2 separate regions of the Rattus norvegicus genome follow, and region 1 is linked to region 2. A link is a contact called in public Hi-C data. All regions are on one chromosome and are shown on one strand. Each heading gives the region's core, a stretch centred on a gene start, on an enhancer-like site or on the middle of the called end of the contact. The rest is flanking DNA. Distances are from core to core; before and after follow the strand shown. Region 1 overlaps Tti1 (TELO2 interacting protein 1). Region 2 holds the start of Vstm2l (V-set and transmembrane domain containing 2 like).

Region 1 (3,976 bases), core at 493-2,992, 72 kb before region 2:
CAGGAAGGACAGGCTTGAAATACTGGTTAACCAATGAACCGAGACCCATTAGAGTAAATTACTGAGTATGGGAACATAGCCCCACTGCTCGCTGGCTGGGACAATTCGCCACCCTGGCATCCATTTGTTTAAAAGGCAGCACACAGCCTCATTTGCAGTATTGACATGCTCCGAGTAATGGAGGAAGAGATGACCAGAGAAAGAGGAGCATGGAGGCTGTTCTGCCAGAGAGGAAACAACAGGCCTGCTTGCCAGGAAAGGTTTGCTTTTTGGTAACATTTGCCCAGGCCATGTGAAAAGAATATGTAACATGCTACTAAGGAGATATCCCGAAGCCACTTCCTTAGACATCCCAAACAAACAAAGAGATCACAAAGCCACAAGTTCTTTACCTCTGGCATCTGCCCGACAACTCCTGAGAGCATTTTATATATCTGGAAAGAGAAAAGGAACACCAGGTCCCTCAAGCAAATAATTGACAAGAGAAAGAATAGTCTGCCACCTAAGAGAGCTGGGAGCCCCGCACTTCAGCTACAGTTGGTTTAACCATGCTGGACCCTCATTGGCTGACGGCTTTCTAGAGTCTAGTTTGAGCAGATGTTATCTAGACAAAGATGCTGATACTGGGAATGGAGGTAGATAATCCAATGCTCACACTGCAGATCCGTGGTGGCCTGTGGAAGCCAGGCAGCACGTTACAACTGTCTGTCTGCCCCTGGAGTCACCTCTGGCCATGTGCTCGCCTTAGGAACCTTCCCTGGCTGCATCCGCAGAGGGCCTCTAGGATGAGACCCTGAAACCACAGCCTTCCTCTACCACCTTTTCAGCATCCCAGAGACCCAGCACAGTGTCTGGGCCAGTGGGATACTTGTAGATGTCTCAGCCACAGAGACAAGGCCCTGGTTCAGCTAGCTAGATTCCATCCACACACTTCCTGCCTCCTCAGGCCACCGCACCCCAGGTGGCTCACTGGAGTGCCACAGTTCGTCCTGAAGGGTGCTTTTCTTCTGTTGGTTTGGTGTCTGGAGTTTATCAGGTACTTACTGATACTGTCAATGGTAGATAGAGCTGAAGTGCAGGGAAATGGCTGCCTGCATGAAGTAAAATTCAATAAAACCGCATTTTAAGTGAAAAATCAGTATAAACACCAGGCTTCTTTGCCATGGAAACAGAGGTTGCTTAGAAACTGCCTAACGGCGAGTTCTAAATTTTTTAAAGTCAAGTTATCATTTAAGCTACACAGCCCCACAGGTTATTGAGAGATAATCACCTGCCTCGGGACATGTGGAGGCATGAGGCACAGCTGAGTGCCTCCCGCGCTCTGAGGACCAGGTAATCTCTTGATAACTCTGCTCCCTGGAGCCACCAATTTGGGCCTGGGGGAAGGAGAAAGGAGTTTCATTTAGGAGTTAAATAGTGTATGTATATTTTTCAGAAATTGTTTCTCTTTGGGGTTTGAAAAAAGATGAAAGTGGCCATTTGGCGTGTTCAGCATCCGTCCCCGCCATGTCTGACGGTAGCTGGGAACGCGTTCCGGCAGTTGCCTTGGTCATTCACAGCGGAAGGGCTTGCCTTTGTCTTCTGGCTTGATTTTGTAGGAAGGCTGGGTGGGAAGAGGCCCCAAGCAAGGCGCTGCAGAGCTGGGGATCAAAGCCAAGGCTCTGGAGCCTGACACAGCCTACCAGGCCTCAGCCTCAGGCTCTGCTCCCAGTGGCAAAGCCAACAGGGCTCAGGTTAAGAGTTTGTCAGTGTTTAGGGTTCAGCAGACTGCATGGCTCCCACCCAGCAAGAGTGCAGCGCGCCTGCCAGCCATCTGCTTACATGGCACTGGGTTCATTTCCCACCTCAGCCGTGCAGAAGGTAAAGTACCCTGCACTTTGTTGTCCCTGATATAACAGCCAAAAATAGAACCCTGTGACTGAGAACCGGGCCCCATCGAGGCCTGGAGTTGAGTGAGACAAAGACTAATGTCGCTCCCTTCTCTGACTGAGCATATCCATAGTGGGTCATAGTGGTATTTATTCATGAGTCCCTCATGCTCTCTGTTCTCCCACCCCTCTCTGTGCATTCATGTGTGCGTGTGTTCATGCGTGTGTGCATGTGTTCATGTGTGTGTGCGTGTGTGGTGTGTGTGTGCGCATGCGTGCGCGCTCCTGTGTCTCCCTCTCCCCTCTTTCTGTCTCTATCACTCAGTCTCTAGAGCAGTGTTTTCATTAGACACTCATGGAGAGTGTCTCCCTGCGACCCCCACCCTCCCACACACACACCTCAGAACAATCCCAGTGGGAGACTAGGCTGCCTGTGATCATCTCTGGAAGAAAGCGGAAGCAGGGTCAGGAGGCGGGAGGGTGATTCGCTTCCGGCAGCTGAGGCAGGAGGACGTCACTTGCTGTTTGCCCTGCTGAGGCGTTTACCCTTTTAGGAGTGAAGCACTGACAGACACCCAGATGATTCCTGAGGGTTTGGCTCTGCTTAATGAAAGCAGTGAACTTGCATGGCTCGCTCTCTTTCTTCCCTGTCAGCATTTTATTTGGAGATCTTTGAGGGTGAGCACAGATCCCATTCAGCCTGCTGTAGGCAAAGCAGAGCTTCGGGCCACGGTGCCTTCTGCTGCCTGCTGCCCAGAGACAAGTGTTCCTTGAAGGAAGCACAGCTGCAGCTGGAGAAATCGGTCCAGTTCTTGAGGTAGAGAAAAAAAAAACAAATGAAATCATTTGCATTCTAACAGTCTTTGGCACCGAGGAAAAACTGTCAACAGTGTCACATGTAAACAGAAATGTGCTTCCTGGGTTTTGGTGTTTTTATCATTTCCCTCACCACTCTAATTATCAAAGATATTTTTGTTTTTAAACAAAAATTGTCTCCCACACAGGCCCCATCTCTTTTATGCAGTGAAGTGGAAACGATGAATTAGAATATTCTAGTCACTTCTTCAGCAACCACTGCATAGGTTATAAACACAAGATTATTCTAAGCCAAGAAACTTAAAATAGTTTAGGCACAGCAGCCCAGGCCCAGTACATTTTTCAAAGCCTCCCTACACACATGCACACATGCACACATGCACCCACCCCTACCTGTCTCCCTCCCCCAGCATAAGTCTACCACACACAAAGAAGAGAGCAAAACTGAATTCACAGAGTAAGACCCAGCTCTTCCAAGAGCACTGGTTTTTCAGATTAATAAAATTAAAAACCAAAAATTGTTTTATTTAGCAATCACTTTATTCTTATTTGACAGTCAAAAGTGCACTAACAGCATTCTGTTGAGAATGAGATCTGATTGATCAGATAGGCGCTGTATTGTACGCTGTGGTGCTGTTCCTCAGTCCCCAGGAGGAATCAGCTCCGGGACCCATAGGTACCAAGTCCTTTGTGAAATGGCCGCTGGTCTGCCAAGCCTGTGATCACCTGACAAGGTAAACACTAAGCGGTTGGTATGTCGTGTTCAGGGAGTACGGACAAGGACAGAGCTGTGTCTGTTCAGTACAGAGGGAATTTGGTTTTGGGTATTTTAATTCACTGGTTAAATCTGGGGTGGAGTCACTAATACAGAGGTGGTACTTTTAGCTGGTAAATGGGAATCACATGGAGATCAGCATAAACAACAAACACATACTGGCATGTATGTGTGAAAACTGTAACAAAACCCATTACTGTGTATACTGATTTCAAAAATGGATGTAAAGCACGCTTGGAGGCTAGAAAGAGCTCGTGAAGACACCTGCCGTGCATCCTGAGTTCAATCCCAGGACCTCTGTGTAGAAGAAGAACCCACTCCTGAAGTTGTCCCCTGACCTCTGCACACATGCCGTGGCAGGCACATGCTCAAGCACACACAAAAAATACATAAATGTGTAAAAGAAATGTTTAAATGGAGTTGGTAGGGACTGGTATGTATTTTAAACCTTAGCAAAACCCTAAAAAATGAGCAAACTGAAAACCGGGTGTGACTGGTTGTACTCACCAGCACTCGG
Region 2 (4,548 bases), core at 1,386-3,885:
AATGGCTTATTAGACATGACCCACTTATTCGCCGTGTCTCACTATCATTAATAACTGTTTCTTTTTGTGATTAAGTGAGTGGCTCCAGACCCTTCCTGTGGTGACAGGGTACTGGGCCCGGCAGAGGGGCAGCTGTGGGGCTCCTTAGCAGCCAGTACTTGGTGACTTTGAGCCTAGCAATGTCGAGAAGGCAGCCTGGCCCCTGCAGAGCAGCAGGGCCATTTCTTGAGGGACAGAGCAGGAGGTCCCAAGGGGTGACCTGTTTACCCAAAGACACAGTCAGGAGGGGATCAGAATCCCCAAAATGGGTCCTGTCCCCTTTGCATACAGCACCTCGCTTGGGCATTTGGGGATTGGTCCAGCGTGGAGATGGGAACATTCGTGGGGCTGGGCCCCCCTCAGCGCAGCTGGCATCAGGGGGCAGGAGGAGACTGTCTCACAAAGGAAAGAACCTGCCTACTCAAGAATGACCCAAATTCGGAGGGTCTGGTGCCCCAAAGACAATGACCATAGGCCTCAGAGTTCCATGTTTGTACCTCAAGGGATCTCAAACTCAGAAAGGCAAGTCCTTCTCGGAGAAACCTCCTAGTATAAGTTTTGACAGTGCCAAGGAACTGAGCTGGACAGGCGGGCAGGCAGGAGGGGAGAGAAGGGAGGAATTCCCAGTTTCCCCTGAATGAGAAAGAATGTGACAGGGAGATGAATGGCCTGGACAAACTGCTGCTTCGCCCGACAGACCCTGGAGCCATCCTTGACTCAGCCGCTCTCTCACTGTGTGACCTTGGGCAACTCCCTTCACCTCTCTGAGCCTTGATTTCCCATCTGTAATTAGAGCATCCCTTCCCTGTTTACTGCCTCTCCTGCCAGGTCAGCAGAAATCATGACGGACACAAAGGTATGTAACTGCGTGCGAGAGGTTTCTGTCAAACCTAGCGAGGTGTATGTAGATACAAGGATGCGGGCTTCCCTAGAAGCAAGGATTCTGAGCATGGCTTTGAAACCCTCCCTCTGAAGCAACCCCATTCCTGCAGCACACCTGTGAAAGGCCTTCCCTGGGTTTTGAGGCTCTGGCACACAACCCTAACTCACCCCCATCAAAAGAAATATTCCTGTTCTCAACCCTTTGTTCAAACCTCCCCCAGCCTGGGCACACAGAGAACAGCATGCATGCTGTTATAGCCTCTGCCGTCGTGGTCTACCCTGGTTTCATTCATCCCTGCCCCATAACACAGCATGGCTCAGGGGCAGGGAGCCTCCACTGCTGCCTGCCTCACACCACCCAACTCTGCTTCCAACTTGGGCTCCTGTGGAGAGGAAAGAAGCTTCAGACACTCGGGCAGGCAGTACTGGGAGCATTTGCTTGCTCCCTGCTCCCACAAAGTCGAGGTTCAACACTTCAGTCCTCTAGGGGCAAGGTTGAGATGGGGTGCCCGAAATGGGGGTACCTGGTAGGATTCGGGGGTTCCTGCTCACCCCCCCAGAGACAAACAAATGCCCTACATTCCTCTTCACGCCCAGCCTCTGACTGGAAGGAGTGACCTCAACTACTCCAGTGTATCCCAGCTCTCCGTCCCTACCTTCTCATCCTCATACTGCCCCCATCCCTGGAATGCCACCCACATGGCAAAGGGAGCTGCCACCCAGGCTAGCAGGTCTTAAGCAACAGCATCTGGCGTCCCTCAGGACCATTCCCAGCGGTGGAGGGGTGGATCCTGATGAAGGGGATACAAGAGCAGTTTCAGCATTAAACCCACAAAGGAGAAAGGCATCCGGGCAGAGAGAAGTGTGTGTGCAAAGTGTGTGCACAAGTGCGTGCGTGCATGTGTATTCCGTGTCTGCAGGCAGACAGGCAAGAGTTGTGGCGAAGCGAACCGTGTGTGCCCAGGTGCCAGCTGGCAGGGCGAGCCACCAGCCAGTGTCTGATTCGTGTGCGTAGTGGGCACAAGTATATTTACCAGCGAGGAGAGGCTCGGAGGGGGTGTGCAGAGTTGTGAGTGTGGGATGCAGTGATCGTGGCTGAGTGTGTCCGCGGCTGGAGACATCTGTATGGTCGCAGAGGTGTGTGTATCCGCGTGAGCGAGTTCGCGCGTGGAGGGGGAGTCTTCTGAGAGCTGGGGCGAGAGCGAGTGTGCTCTTGGGGCCCCTTCTCGCAGAGCTGGCCCGGATAGGAGCCAGGGTGGGTCCGCAGTCCCAGCAGAGGGCGCCCTGGAACTCTGGGCCGTGGCCTCAGTCGGCGCAGGTTCGAGCACCACGACCGCCAAGTTGGAGCGGCTGCGGTCCGGGTGGGGTTAAGTGGGGAAGTCCGTGGGGGCGGCGCGCGAACTCACCGTGTCCGGAGACGTGGTTGTCCCAGGGCGCATGGCCTGCGGGCCGCGTGGCGCCGCCGAGTTGCAGGAAAAGTGCCAGGTAGTGGAGGGCGCCCAGCGCCGCGGCCAGCGGGGCCCCCATGCTGCGCGCTCCGGCCGGGGGGCGCCGCCGCCTCACATCGGGGCTCCGCAGCCCGCAGAGCCCGCGCCCGCCGTGCCCTGCCCGGCGCCGCCGCCGCCGCCCTCTCCCGCTGGCCCCGGCCCGGCCCCGGCTGCAGGCAGCGAGCGCACGCCCAGCCCGCCGCCTCCGACTGCGGGACTCTTCGCTTGCGCGGAAGGCCACTCCGCGCCGCCGCGCACCCGCCCTCCCCCTCGCTCCCCGCCCTGAGCCGGCGGCGGCGGAGGGATCCGCAGCTTGATTTATCATCAAAGTTTTGCCCAGGCTGGGATTTTTAAAGCGGTACTCGCAACTGGTCTCCCGCGCGGGAGCGGGGGTGGGGCAGGCCCGGGGGTGGAAGGCCACTTGGGGACCTGAGCCCCCTCAGGGCGGAACACTAGGGTGTTGGGAACTGAAATCCGATCGTTGGGAATAAGGGGCAAAGCATCCCACCTGCCACTAGACCCGCGCGCTGGAGGGGCCGCTCAACTTTGCCAGCCTGGTAGTGCTGGGGCCCGGGCCAGGCGGGGTGCAGGACAGGTGGATGGGGTGGGGGGCATACCCGGGCTGGGACCTAGGAGAGCTGGTTTAAGCTCTGGTTTAAGCCTTGGGGTCCTCGTGTCTCTCCTGTCTGTGCCATGTAGTCTCTCCTGTCTGTACCTTGAGTTTTTCGTTCGAGAAATGGGGACAGACGCCACCACCAGAAGCAGTAGGGGTGGGGTGGGGGTCTTTGGAGTTAGGTAGGCAAAGTGGGGAACATCGCGATGCCCACACAATGTGGTTATCGTTGTGGTTCACGTCTCTGGGACTCAGCAGTTAGTGGGGCTCCTAGCTTAGAGGTGTTAGGGTTCTACGCAGTGAACTGGATCGCCCCCTTCTGGACTATAAGGCTCTCCCTAGACGGAAGGTCTAGATGGAGTGCGTGTGTGTGTGTGTGTGTGTGTGTGTGTGTGTGTGTGTGTGTAAACCATGAAGCAGTCCAATTCTTATTCCTTCCCTGAGGTTTTTTTGTGACAGGAAAAGAGGGTTGGGGGTCATTTTTAAAGAGAAGCCCATTTCATCAGACTGCCTTTTCCGAGGTCCTGCGAAGATCTGGAGCAAGTTCTCTGACCCCGGGAAGGATTCTTCTGCCCTCATTTCTTCTCCGCCTTCGCCGGCAGGCTTAGTTTCAGCATTGAGGACAGCACCCTTTTCGTTTAATCCTTTAAGTACCGCGGACAGCGCCTCGGGGGCGCTTAGATGCCAGGGTTCAGCACAGTGGACAGACATCCCACTTCCCGTGCAGCACCGCAGGGATCCAGCCTCCAGCACAGCGCACGGTACCTAAAGTTTGAGAGACCTAAGAAGCGGAGTGACACACCGTGCTCGCTGCCTTTATTCTGTCATCCGGTGCCCCTTTCAGATATTGTGGTGGATAGCATACTGTTGTCACCAGGATCAATTCAGTGTCCCTCCCTGCCAGGTGTTGTACTTTCGAAGCACAAATTCAGCACCACGGACATCTCCAACAAAAGCACTTTCAGCACCACAGACAGGTCCCCTTGGAGGATCAGCCAGCAGTGCAGAGGCTGACACCCAGGACTCTTTAAACAGCTCCTATCCTTTCCGGAACACTGTGGTGGCAGAACCGGGGCTCGGTCCTGAACTCTCTCTTAAAACGCAGATTGGAAACAAATGTGAAGAGAGGCAGACAGAGAGAAAGACAGAGGGACAGAGACTGAATGAGACTGGAGGGAAGAGCACAGCAAAGAGACAAAAAGTCTCAGGTCTTTCAAGGACAGCCTCTAAGAACTATACATGTCCCATCACTGTCAGCTATGAATAAGGGAACTGAGACCCAGAAAGGTTGAACCTGTTGCCTAAAACAAGGCAATGCTAAGAGAGTGCTGGTCCGAGCTGTGGAGTCCAGACTCTCGGGCATATATCTGAGCAGCTTTAACGCAACCCTTCTCATTACAGCTTAGGAAGGCAAGAACCAGGGAGGGCTTTCCTGAACAAGGTCCAAGTCCTCTGTCTTCCCGTCTCAGGGATCTCCCATAATATTCTCCAGCTCCACTTGTATCCCTTACAGCACCTACTCAAACA

What was found. A called contact is a pair of places that touch in the nucleus more often than the background predicts.
Region 1: a contact with region 2 is called in a Hi-C map of frontal cortex, with 2.3 times the contacts expected there. The contact joins the enhancer-like site here to the promoter of Vstm2l in region 2. A contact is called at or near these places in 2 of 12 Hi-C or Micro-C datasets (the A7r5 cell line and frontal cortex).

What each region holds. Positions count from the first base shown.
Region 1 is chr3:167,060,832-167,064,807 of GRCr8, reverse strand. All of the region lies in intron 6 of Tti1 (TELO2 interacting protein 1), which reads left to right. Among named protein-coding and RNA genes, the nearest start is that of Tti1, 24 kb to the left of the region's middle. Within about 2 kb of position 1,742, at least 18 of the 93 cell types and tissues checked have an H3K27ac peak or open chromatin away from gene starts, as enhancers often do.
Region 2 is chr3:166,989,122-166,993,669 of GRCr8, reverse strand. It overlaps Vstm2l (V-set and transmembrane domain containing 2 like), which reads right to left and starts at 2,635. Exons shown (of 3, transcript XM_063285125.1): 1 at 2,328-2,635. The coding sequence starts at 2,448. It overlaps LOC134486468 (a long non-coding RNA gene), which reads left to right and starts at 2,760. Exons shown (of 2, transcript XR_010065441.1): 1 at 2,760-2,965; 2 at 3,543-4,548.